Regions from separate parts of the Sus scrofa genome. Here region 2 is linked to region 1. A link is a contact called in public HiChIP or PLAC-seq data. All regions are on one chromosome and are shown on one strand. The core of a region is the stretch at or near the end of the contact, and the rest is flanking DNA. Distances in the headings are between cores, read along the strand shown.

The links. HiChIP or PLAC-seq counts read pairs in DNA pulled down with a chosen protein or histone mark.
Region 2: an H3K27ac HiChIP or PLAC-seq map of alveolar macrophages shows a contact between it and region 1. The contact joins two enhancer-like sites. A contact is called at or near these places in 1 of 5 promoter capture datasets (fetal liver), 2 of 47 Hi-C or Micro-C datasets (heart right ventricle and skeletal muscle) and 2 of 2 datasets of contacts at active chromatin or transcription factors (alveolar macrophages and skeletal muscle).

What each region holds. Positions count from the first base shown.
Region 1 is chr18:29,117,085-29,123,189 of Sscrofa11.1, forward strand. ST7 (suppression of tumorigenicity 7) reads right to left here. Exons shown (of 15, transcript NM_001123198.1): 6 at 5,227-5,302; 7 at 1,073-1,227. Among named protein-coding and RNA genes, the nearest start is that of ST7, 170 kb to the right of the region's middle. Within about 2 kb of position 2,032, at least 13 of the 83 cell types and tissues checked have an H3K27ac peak or open chromatin away from gene starts, as enhancers often do. A contact at or near this core is called in alveolar macrophages, where this site is marked.
Region 2 is chr18:29,373,421-29,380,025 of Sscrofa11.1, forward strand. No RefSeq gene overlaps it. Among named protein-coding and RNA genes, the nearest start is that of CAPZA2, 12 kb to the left of the region's middle. Within about 2 kb of position 3,406, at least 11 of the 83 cell types and tissues checked have an H3K27ac peak or open chromatin away from gene starts, as enhancers often do. A contact at or near this core is called in alveolar macrophages, where this site is marked.

The DNA of each region.
Region 1 (6,105 bases), core at 782-3,281:
GTGTTGTACATAATCTTTTCAAAAAAGTAAGATACAGATGGTGATTACAGACTTGATTAACATATAAACTACTACAGAATAAAAATAAAAACCTGTGTATTGATGGGTTGTGAGGACAGACATATAGATGGGCTACGGTGCAAAGATCTCACTGTACCTTAGTCACAGGGAGTAAGGCACTCAGTTTCTGCACCAAATCCAAGTTTAATACTAATATTCAATTTTATACTCTCAAATATGAAGATACACTCCTACTCTCCAAGATGCATGAGAGAGAAATGATTTGAGAGAAATTCCACTTTAAGGAAACAGCTGAAGTTTGCTTAAATAATAAAAACATTCCCTCTCACAAGAATCACTAAATTTTTGCTTAAACTACCAACAAACTGACAAGTCAAAGCTCAGGGAATTCCAGAAATTATTTTGTTGTCTTGTTTTTATACCATTCCCCCCAAATATAACTTTCAGTTTAGTATACTAAAGTGAAAGGTCTCATTTTAAAGAGTTTTGCTAAATAAAATAAGCCGTTATTTTAAATATAAAAAAATAATTAGAAACTTATGGCTTTTACTCTCTGGAAGCAAACACCAGTGCTTCCTAAATAATTGCAAAAGACAATCTGAGATAATCAACAATAATTGTTATATTCTTAGCTGTCCTACTTCAACCTGTGCTGTAGAAAATCCATAAGATAAAACTTTTCATAGCATTAACACTAATTTAAGTCCTGTTTCCCAATTAGGACTTAAAATTATGGGGTAAATAAGCAACAGATAAACAAAAATATGTAAGAATTCTGAGGCGGAAAAAGATTACCATTAAAGGTTATTACCATTTATTTCTGGAGTTAAGAATCTACACAGGAAAGAAAACATGAGCAGTAATGAAGCTATAAGTTAATTATGGACTGTGTTCTTATGGGGAGGAAAAATTAATTAAAAAAAGAAAAGCAAAAACCAATACTTATTCTAATCTAGGGGAAAATCACATTTTGAACTGGCCTGAACATTTTCTCTGACTAATCATGTTAAAATTCTGATCCCCCAACATGTCAACCTAGAGGAAACCTTACTATGTTGGGCTTCATACTGGGATCCATGATGCTGTAGCTGCTGAGAACGCCGGTAACAGCCATCTCCAGCTTTCAGAGCCTGCTTAAACAGCTTTTCTGCTTCAGCAATTGTTGTTGCTTCCTCTTCCGCCAAGAGAATATAAGCAGTTGCACACCTGTCCATTCAGATAATAGCTGCCATCAATGACAAATCCAAGGACATTGTAATAGCTGCAGGAGTGCATGCAGAAGGGCAGGAGTTATGCCAAAACATGCAGAGTGGCCAACTGGTTCATGCATCCCTGTTTGTCGTTTTGACACAAAATAATGGTGCAAAAGAAACGTCTGTATTTTAGCTTGAGAGATAAGATGAGTAGTGTTAGGAGCATGGGGCTCACATGTGGACTCCGCCCCTTATTAGTGTGTCACTTTGGGCAAGTTATTACTCTGCCTCCCTGATGGAGATCAACATGGAATCTATTTTTCACAGTGTTGTTGTGAAGGTTAAGTAAGGTGATGCATGAAAAGTGCTCAGTACAGTAGTAGCCAGCATGTGGTCCATGCTCAATAATGTCAGCTAACAATGGCAATGATAATAGCTGTTATTAAACATCTCCTTCTGACACTCAAAGTTAGAGATACCATAAAGTTTACTTCTATTTATTAAACACAGATTCTCTTTAAGGATTTCTTCAGAATGAGAAATTCATTAAAGCAAGTAAGTTATTCATTTAAAAGCAGTGCTTCAACATCTCGTTATAGTTAGCACTGGTTATCTGTCAGAGAAGAATACTGGAAGAACCTACAGGCAGAGTTATTTCTAAAGAGCTCAAAATCAAAAGTAGCAAGCAAGAGTTAAATCTCACACCTTTAACAATAAAAGCTATCACCTGTTGCTTAGTATATATTAAGCACTGTACCAGGCACTTAACATATATCATCTCATTTAATCCTTTCAACAACTTCTTAATGTAGGAAGTCAGAGAGGAAAAACAATCAACCAACGAACAAGGGGAACTCTTTGAAAATTTAAACCTTCCAAATCATAGAACAACAACCCAACTGTCAAAGAAAGGACTATAATAAGGAAACGGTGAAGCCAGAGCAGACCACACAGGTCCTGATCTGTACAGATCCCTTGGCTTGCTTTCTCCGCTGCCTCTCTTATGGTCATTTCCATATTTATCAGAACCTCCATTAGACCACAAGAGAGAAAACAAACAGAAAGTGAAACCAAATGTTACTTTTACTACAACCGAATGTTACTTTTACTGCAATAGCCAGCTAGGAAAAGGAGGCTGAATTTACAGCTAAAGTGAGATTTGGGGTTACTAGTTAATCTTAGCCATGAGGAGGGGTCTTAAAAGTTTCTTAGGCAATCCTTCTGATTTCAGGCAGGACTGGTCAATAGAGCTTTAAACTGAAAGCAGTGAGATAGGGAGGAAAATGCCCAGAAAAAAAGCTGTAAAACCAATCACTGTGGAGGGCAGTAGCCATGGCTTGGAAAGAAAAATGATGCCGAAACTGCCCGGTGATTCACTAGAGAAAAAAAGTGGGTTGGGTATCAAGAAGCAATACTTAAGGCTTCAGGTGCAGACACATAAATATGGGTCCAGGGAAATGAAGTGAAAATTGAGATTATAGTACTGAGTGGTGGACATAGCATCAGAGGAATTAGCTACACAATTACAGTTGGTGGACTGGGAACTGAAGACAGGTTGGGGTAGCTTGCTTGCTTTGTTTATATTACAAATAGCATTCATAGGAGGAGAGGCAGAGTAGCACTACTGGCCAAGAAAACATACATCTATGTGGAAACTCATGAGTCTGGGGTAGAAACATGCTAAGAGCTTATGAGTGAAGGAGAAAGGAAAGAGCAATAGAAGTGCTAATGGTTGGGGGCGGGGTACAGAACAGACTGCTCAGCTCAATGGAAGATATAGATGATGCATCCTTGTCACAACACAATACACATACAGAAGCCAGAAAGTATGGTGATGGGGTGTCAACCATCCAGATGTCTGCTAGAAGTCTCATTTGGTTAAAAGTAGGGCCCCCAACAGGTTCTCGACTTACTTTGGTAATAATTTTATCTCCCAGATGGTAGAGGAAGCAATTAGGGGAACTTCAACTCTGGACCTAATTCTGACCAAGAAGAAAAAAATAGTTGGTGAAATGAAAATTGATAGGAACATTCAGAGAGAGTTACTATGTCATTTTGGAGTTCAGGATAATCAAAGAAGGTAAGGTGGACTTCAAAAAATTCAAAGAAAAGAGGAATGATTCAATGGCATGAGACTCAGAAGGAAAAATGGTTTGAGAGGGTTGAGCAACTTCCAAATGTCTAATCATAACTACAATCATAAATGACCCTCTCAGGAAGAAAAGAGGGGTGACATTTAAGTTACCACTATGGCTGTACAGAGATCTCTCACAAGGTTTCTCTAAAGGACATGTAAAAAAAGACAGAAAGAGGGCATGTAATGAAGGACTGTAAGAGAGTGAAATGAGCTTATAAGAGTAATGTCGGGAGAGCTACAACCCCAAATTAGCAGAAGCTTACAAAACAAAACAAAGACAAACAAAAAAATGCTAAAGACAACCAACTATTCTCTGTTTTTAAATTATGTTTAAGGCCCCCTTGCTCTCACTTCTCCAAAACCACGATAAAAACAAATAAGCAAAAAAGACAGACACACAACAACATCAAAACAAGGAACATTTATAATTAGTAGCAGCGAATAATAAAGAGAAAGCAAAATTCTCTAATTTCTGTTTTGTTCCTGGTTTCTCCATCAGGGAGAATGATTGACAAAGGGAGGAGAAATAAACTATAAATGGATACAAAGATGTAAGGTAGCAAATAACTGATCTATTCTAAATGAATGACTGTACTGGGATATGCAAATCCCAGGAAGCCAACAGATCTTGTAGGCAGGCCATGGAACTGCTCTCTGTGGATGGTTAAGGAATAACAAAGGATGGAGAGGTACTAGAAGATGAGATGACAAATGTAGTAAAAAATGTTCAAAAAGGGGAAGAAGGTAGACTTCCCAAATTACAGAACATTGATTTTGAAAGATATTCTAATGGATTATTAAAGGAATAGTTTCAGGTTGTGCTAGCTTAACATATTCTAAGGGATTTTATTGTACCTTAAAGATCCATAGCTACAACTGGCATTTTTAAGATCAAAATGCAGATATATGGGCTGAATCACAGTGTAATTAGGTAGCTTAGTAATTGGTTGAACGATAAATACCAAAGGATGATGATTCATGAAGACATGACCCTGGAGGGTGGTTTCTGTATGTCATGACATAGGGTTCTATCCCTAATCCTAATACTTTTATCAGGAACATAGATGACACACAGAAGGCAGGCATATCAAATTTGTAGATGACAAGAAACTGAAAAATAAATATGTTGCATGACAGAATCAGAAACCAAACAGATCAACAGGTTACATTGGCAGGATTTCCAACTCTCAAGTGAATCTTTTCACTAAGACCTCCAAAGATTCTCTTTCTTCAGAAAAATCATAAAATAGTTTAACAATGACCACTTGGCAAGGACAGTGTCGAGGTGATTCAAGCACCAGATGGGTGTTAGAGCTAAATGACCTTTAAGGTCTCTGCCAACCCTGAGCTTTTATGACTCCAACTTTAAGGATCTTTCTCACTTTCTGAGATCTCCAGATGAGACTCCCCAGCCTCCCTTGGTGGCCCACAGAATGTTCAACAGCACTAAGGACAGCATTTCCTCTTATCTTTGCCTTAATCTTGAAATATTTTTAAAGTGTAATTTCTTCACTTTATGTTTTTATTATGTTTTCCCACTAGCACAAGTTCTACCTAGAAAATGCGATGGCACAGATGAGCATTCTATATCTGGAAAATTTTCCTAATCAAGATGTTTTAGATATGTAAAGCACTTACTTATTTTATGTCCTCACAATATTCCATGACTGGCCCTTGAAGAATTTAATTTAGGGTCATAGAAAAGGTGCTAAATTGTTCTATAAAATGACTAAAACTATCTTCGCGTGGAAGTCCCTTATAAAAATACTTTTAATTAGTTAATACTTCCTCAGAATAATCTTCAAGTTTGAATGCATAGTATTCTACGAATGGCAACTGTAAACATTCAGCAAAGCAAGATTTTTCCCCACTTACTCATTTATCTCTAAGGCTTCATGAGCTGCAGAAATCCTAGCTTGGGGGTTTCTCTCTCTCCAGGCTTTCTGCATTACTATTTTAGAAAAAGAGAAAAAAAATAAGTCAATAATTAGGAAGACTCAGTACAGGACAATACCTAAGTGAATAGCTTCCAGCTTGAATTACAAGAGAATATTTCACTTAACCAAGAGGGTCAGCCCAAATCTCCAAAGTCACATAAATATATTCTAATTTGTTATTCCATTGCCCTTCAGTTGCTGATATCAAATCTTTCTTATGCCCATCAAATCAGAGATCTAATATTTCATAGACTAACCCATAATCTATAATCACAAAGATTTAATTTTTTTAAATTTTATGACCAAACCTGCAGCATGTGGAAGTTCCCAGGCCAGGGATTGAATCCCAAGCAGGAGCTGTGACCTACACTTCAACTGTGGCAACACCAGATTCTTTTAACCCACTGTGCTGGGCCAGGGATCAAACCTGAGCCTCCGTAGTATCCCAAGCTGCTGCAGTCGGATTCTTAACCCACTGTGTCATGGTGGGAACTCCATAGAGACTTAATCTTGATTAGGATTTCTTAGTCAAGAAAAGGCATTCTAACAGAGGTTTGATATTTCTTTTTTTTTTTTTTTTTTTGGTTTGATATTTCTTTTGCTCATTAATATCTTTGTTGTTAGAAATATATATATATTATTTTATACATTTTGGGATACACGGCTACTAATTTCTTATTTCTACTTAGATACAACACAATTTTTACTGGTCATTTTCCCAAACACTTGCTGCAGGCTCTGGATATAAGAACATTCTAAAACCATTTGAAGAATTATGAGTTTGATCAGAAAAAAGTGCTTTAGGCTCTTGCTTAAC
Region 2 (6,605 bases), core at 2,156-4,655, 260 kb after region 1:
TTTGACCCCAGCCTGGGAATTTCCATATGCCACAGGTATGGCCATAAAAAGAATAAAAATAAAAATAGGCTCTGTAACCAGTAACATAAAATTCTTCCATACCTTCCCTTCTAAACATCAACGAAACTGGTTTTATGCATTACAAACATTCAGAACTTTAAGGGGTCACATTTTGACAAGGGAAACTCCTAAAAGTGTCTCATCTGTGGTTAACTTTATCCCATTGATAAAGAGCACACTTAACTGCATTAGTGATTACAACAGAAGATAGGATTAAACATTTTTTTTAGGAGTTCCCATCGTGGCACAGTGGTTAACGAATCTGACTAGGAATCATGAGGTTGCGGGTTCTGTCCCTGCTCTTGCTCAGTGGGTTAACGATCCGGCGTTGCCGTGAGCTGTGGTGTAGGTCGCAGACGCGGCTCGGATCCCGCATTGCTGTGGCTCTGGTGTAGGCCAGTGGCTACAGCTCCTATTCGACCCCTAGCCTGGGAACCTCCATATGCCACGGGAGCGGCCCAAGAAATAGCAAAAAGACAAAAAAAAAAAAATTTTTTTTTTACATTATCACCTAAAACACAGCACTTTTCTTAAAAAAAAAAAAGAAAGAAAAAAGTGATCTTGAGTGCTAAGAGTTTCTTGTTTGTTTTCTTGGTTGATAAACACTCACCATGGCAAAAACTAAAGTTAATTTCTATTGCTCATTATAAATTATAAAGAAAAAGTTGTGAAGTATTTGTTTCAAGAAAACTGGGGAATTGAGGAAGACAGGATCTCAGTCAGGTAATGAGACTTCAAACAGGGACTCCCCCAGTTCTACTTAGAAAGATAGGAATCTGCAGGTCTCTCAGCCTCCTAGAGATCAGACCGCCTTCCAAACCTGGAAAATCATTCCAGACTGGAGCAGGGATGCTCTGGCATATAGGTTATCTGCTCATCTCATCAATCCCTATTCTGTTCTTAGCCATTCATGTGACTCAACTCCTTTCCTGCTGCTGCAGCTACCATTTCCAAAGTTATAAATCAATCAACATACTCTGACACCTCCCTACCCCTCAAGGTGTCTGAAAAAGCAAAAATAAATTTAAAAATAAGCCAAAGAGGATGTGGTTGGAGGAAGACAAGTGCCACTCCTTTGTCTCCACTTCTCCAAGGGGTTGCTGGTTACTCAAGGTTTTGCTCCCTCAAAATCCCATTGGTTAATTATTCTCTGTGTCTCCAGTTCAAGGTAGCAGGGAGTACCTGACTGGTGGTATCTGTCATCTCTTCTGGGTTAAAGGTCTCATTCCAAATGGCCTCTTTTTCTAAAGGAGACATTTCTGGCCAGATAGCAGTCAAAATATTATTTCTGGTTGTGTCAGTGAAGGGCCCCTGGAAGAGATGAGCATTTGAATCAGTAGACTAGGTAAAGCTCTCCCTTGCTAATGCAGGTGGGTATCATTCAATGCATTGAGGGCCTAAACAGGACAAAAAGGGAAAGGGGAGGAAGGGCAAACTCTCTCCATGATTGGGCCGAGACATCCATCTTTTTTTTCTTTTTTTCTTTTTAGGGCTGCACCCACCTATATAGGGGTTAAATCAGAGCTACAGTCGCTGGCCTACACCACAACCACAGCAACGTGGAATCAGAGCTGAGTCTGCACCTACACCACAGCTCATGGTAACACTGGATCCTTAGCCGACTGAGTGAGGCCAGGGGTCAAACCCGCAACCTCATGGTCCCCAGTTGGATTTGTTTCCGCTGCGCCTTGACAGGAACTCCAAGACATCCATCTTTTGCCCTTGGATATTTGGGCATTCAGACGCAGAGTCAAATACCACTGCCCCTCTTCCCCTTCCACTGAGGCATTTGGACTGAATTACACCACAGGCTGGCCTGGTTCTCTAACTTACATTTGGCAGATCAGCAGATGGTGGGACTTCTTGGCCTCCATAACCACATAAACCAATTGGTATAATAAATAAATATATATATATGTGTATATATAAAATATATCTATGTAGTCCATTGGTACTGATTCTCTGGGAACCCTAATACAGTAACATTTAAAAGTTCCTTTCATTGATAAAGGATAATGGTGATTTTCCTCTTGGATAATAATCAACTTTTTATTATTTTGTTTTTTTGCTTTTTTAGGGCCACACCAACGGCATATGGAAGTTCCCAGGCAAGGGGTTGAATCGGAGCTGCAGCTGTCAGCCTACGCCACAGCCACAGCCATATCTGTAGCCTATACCACAGCTCATGGCAATGCCGGATCCCCAATCCCCAATGCCAGGGATTGAACCTGCATCCTCATGTATATGACTCAGATTCATTTCTGCTGCACCACAAAGGGAACTCCATTTTTTGTTTTTAATCACATACAAGGCTTATTCTTTAAAATGTAATAGTAATTCTTTAGTTTTCTAGTACCATTCTGTTAAAGTAATTCCTAGGATTAGACTTCTGATTAAATCCAGTACTCATGAGATGCAAAGAATGTATAAAGTTGCAAGGCATATTTTAATCAAGTTTGGTCTTCCCTTGCCCCTAGCCATCTTATCCTAGAGTTAAAAAGAAAGCTTAAGATTCACTTTCACTTCTCTTGAAAAGATGGTGATGAGTGCAAAAGAAAGAAAAAAAAGTACTTGAACATTTGCATAATTTAAGTTGTGTAAACAAACCCTGGAATGTTCACATCTTCTACTTAAGCAAAATACTAAATTTATTTTTAATTTTAGTGAAGAAATAAGAATATATTTAAAAAGTTATGAAACTCATATTGGCGCCAGATTAAGCAAGCACTGTAAATTAAGGCAACAGCTTCACTGTGTTGAAGCATCTTGCAGTTTGCTTGTGTAACCGGGACTGCTCTGGGGACCAAGGCAATAGTTCGCCTGAACAGCCTCAGAAGAATTTGCTGCAACTTAATTTTGTATGCAAATCAAACAGGCAAACTCAGCAGATCTGAGATGGGAACAAACAATTATATTTCTACCCTTACAAGTCACAAGGAGGTTACATTTCAAAAATATTATTCTGCATTTTACTGTGCTTATTTTTCCATATAAAAGCCTTTTGTGAGGTAAACAGAGAATGTTGAGGAAGCTGAGACTCTATGTAATTAGAATTTTCTTCTGGATTTTTTGACTGCAAATTCAAAATTGTTTTCACTTGAGTCTAGAGCCTACTGGGAGACAAGAAAGGCCTTCTGAAGCTTTCTCTGGCTGGGCAGGAGGAGGCTGAAGCCAGGGGTGTGAGACTGTGGGGGTACAGAGAGGAGAGAAAATCAAGCAGAAAGAGGGAAAGACGAGTTCTTTTTTTTTCCCTTCTGTGGCTCACAGAAAATGGGAAACTGCAGGGGAACCAGAACCTCTGTGGTTAAAGGAAGTGAGTGCAGGCAGAAACATCAGTAGCCTGAAAGATCTTTAACCCTAACTTGACACAAGTCCCAGAGACCAGGAAATCCATGCCCAAGCCTTGGGAGAGGTGTCTGTACACAAATCCACAATGCAGAGTGAAGGGTGGTGGGGCACTGGAAGCAACATGACTGAAATGAAGAGTTGGTGAAGCATTGGAGAGAATACCCAGTTGTGTTTTAAAATGCTCTTACAATATTTTTCTCTAAAAGTGCTATAAAAGGAAATAAACTGGAATGAGATGGTAACTAGGGGAGACTACTCAGGTGGCCAGGGAAAGCCTCTCTGAGGAATGGCGTATGAGCTGAGGCCTGATGGGTGAAAATCTGCCAGCCAAGTAAATGGAGATGCAAAGCAGGAAGAGGGAAAGAAACACAAGGGGAAGAAATGGGTCAGTGCTGGTTTGCACTCTAATAGCACCACGTAGTCTTGCTTCGTAGCTTACTGTACAAGAGGAAGGGTGAACAGCTATAATCATGTTGGAGAAACGTGTTAGAGAAATGGGTAGAATTCAATTTACAGGGACCAAAACATGTAATAAGGTCCCTTATGACCTTGTCTTAGTCAACAGTTAATGATATTTTCTTATCCCTTACCTTGCTTGATTTGTACCAAACATACTTCTGACACCTTCTTTCAAATTCTCCTTTCCCAAACACTGCTTTGTCTTATAAGGAGCCTTAAAAATGATCTATATCGGCTGTTTCCAAAGCTGATGGCAATTCAGAATTACTTGAGGGGGAAGTTCCTAGGTAGCCCAGTGGGTTAAAGATCCAGCGTCAACACTGCTGTGGCACAGGTTCTACCTCTGGCCCCTGGGAAGTTTCACCTGCGGTGGGCGTGGCAAAAAAAGCTAGCGCGAACAAGCAAGAGAGAATTGCCTGGGGGATCTTGTTACAGATTCTTCAGGTCATGGGTGGAGGGCAGGCATTTGCATTTTGATTCAGATGCAGGTTTAGTACCCTGATCTTGATCTGTAATTTCCAAATGATTCAGCAAAACATTAGTTCTAGGAGATGTTATCAGCACTCCAAGAATAAAGATTCACTTGTCAAATAAGCCTGAGAGACTTAGATTCTTTTCTCAGCATTTCATTAACCAGCCTAGGACAAAGGTTCTAGGATATACTGAAGTGCCTAACAGTTAAATAATAGAATCATATTAGATACTTTTTTTTTTTTTTTTTGTCTTTTTGCTATTTCTTTGGGCCGCTCCCGCGGCATATGGAGGTTCCCAGGCTAGGGTCGAATCGGAGCTGTTGCACCGCTACGCCAGAGCCACAGCAATCCGAGCCATGTCTGCAACCTACACCACTCACGGCAACGCGATCGTTACCCACTGAGCAGGGCAGGACCGAACCCGCAACCTCACGTTCTAGTCGGATTCGTTAACCACTGCGCCACGACGGGAACTCCCATATTAGATACTTTTTAACTTCACCCAGAAAGTTCTCCCTAAACAAAAGTATGGAAAACACTGATCTAGAAAAAGTCTTATTTTAATTTCCAAAAATACATGTGTGTGCATGTGTGTATTTATTATAATATAAATTCTATTAAGTGTAACTGGGGAAAATGCTTCTTCAGTTAGGAAAGCAGTCCCAAAGAAGGTATCTAGTCCTAGCTGCAGGTAAAGCTCTGACCAGCTCAGAGCCCATCCCAAATGCATTTCCCTCACTTCTGCTCTCATCCTTTCCCTGGCTCAGTCTAAAACCTCTATGCTGTCTCTCAAATTTATACTTCTACCTGTTAATAAAGCATGTCCACCTGGATGTCCTAGGCTTACTCTCTCTGATTCTGACTACCAATTTCAATTATTTTTTCCAACTACTAGGCAATTCTTCAATACTAGCTGAGTGTCTTGCCATTCAACTCAGCTCTGACAGTCTCTACCCAAAGATGGTATCAGATTCCAAAGGTTAAGTGTTTAGTCTTACAAGATACCCCCTGACCCCACCCCACACACCTCAATGCCAATTGCAATTCCAGGTTGTTACCCCTGGCTCTGACTGATTAGCCATAAATTAGAAGTTCCCACAACACTTTCCTTGAGTTCAATTATTCTGCATAGTAACTTAGGAAACCAGTTTACTCATTACATTACCAATTTATTAGAAAGGATATTAAAAAAAAAAAAATTAGGCGTTCCCGTCGTGGCGCAGTGGTTAATGAATCCGACTAGGAACGATGAGGTTGCGTGTTCTATCCCTGGCCTCACTCAATGGGTTAATGATCCGGCGTTGCCGTGAGCTGTGCTGTAGGTTGCAGATGCGGCTCGGATCCAGCGTTGCTGTGGCTCTGGCATAGGCCGGAGGCTACAGCTCCAATTTGACCCTTAGCCTGGGAACCTCCATATGCCGCGGGATCGGCCCAAGAAATGGCAAAAAGACGAAAAAAAAAAAAAAAAAAAAAAAAGAAAGGATATTAAAGGTTATGAATCAACAGCCAAATGAAGAATAAGTAGGGAGAGTTTCCAAAAAAAAAGGAGCTCTGTCCTTCTGGAGTTTGGGACCCAGTACCACCATGGCCCATGGTAGTGAGGCAGGAGATAGATGGGCTCAGGATAGACAACTGCAACGAACCTTGTATTTACACTTCCTGAGGCAGGAGATGGGTGGACTCTAGGATAGACATTTACAACCAGCCACCTATCTATACTACAGCAGGATAGATAGAAATAACAGCAGGCACAAGGCAAATAACTGGTACCTGTCTTCTGTGAACTTGTTAAACAATGGGGATGATAGGACCAGAAGAGGGGCTGAGCTCTGCTTGCGAAAAGGAACTAAGAGGTCACGTACTTCCCATCCTCAGGATCACTGAGACCCCAACTACACATGCGCAGAGAGACCCTCTGGGTCAAAAAGGGAGGGGGTAACCAGGCCACAATAAGCCTGGATTACCTTCTCACCATGCTTTGCTTTGGAATCCATCTTGGCCAAAAGATGCACATGCAGATCAGGGAAGGGCCCCAGATCTGGTCAGATGTGAAAGATAAAACAAGTTAATTGGCCAAAGACAGAAAAAACCCGGAAGAATTGTCCTACATAAGTAGTTTAAATCACCTTTCTGGTGTGCTCCTCATTCTGAGGGGGTGCTTGCACCCTCACTTCTCCTTTGGGTGTGTATTACTGCTTTACTTCTGCCTTAGCTCAATAGACTAATACTGTGTTTCTGTGCTCTCCCACATTGTTGTACTGTGTT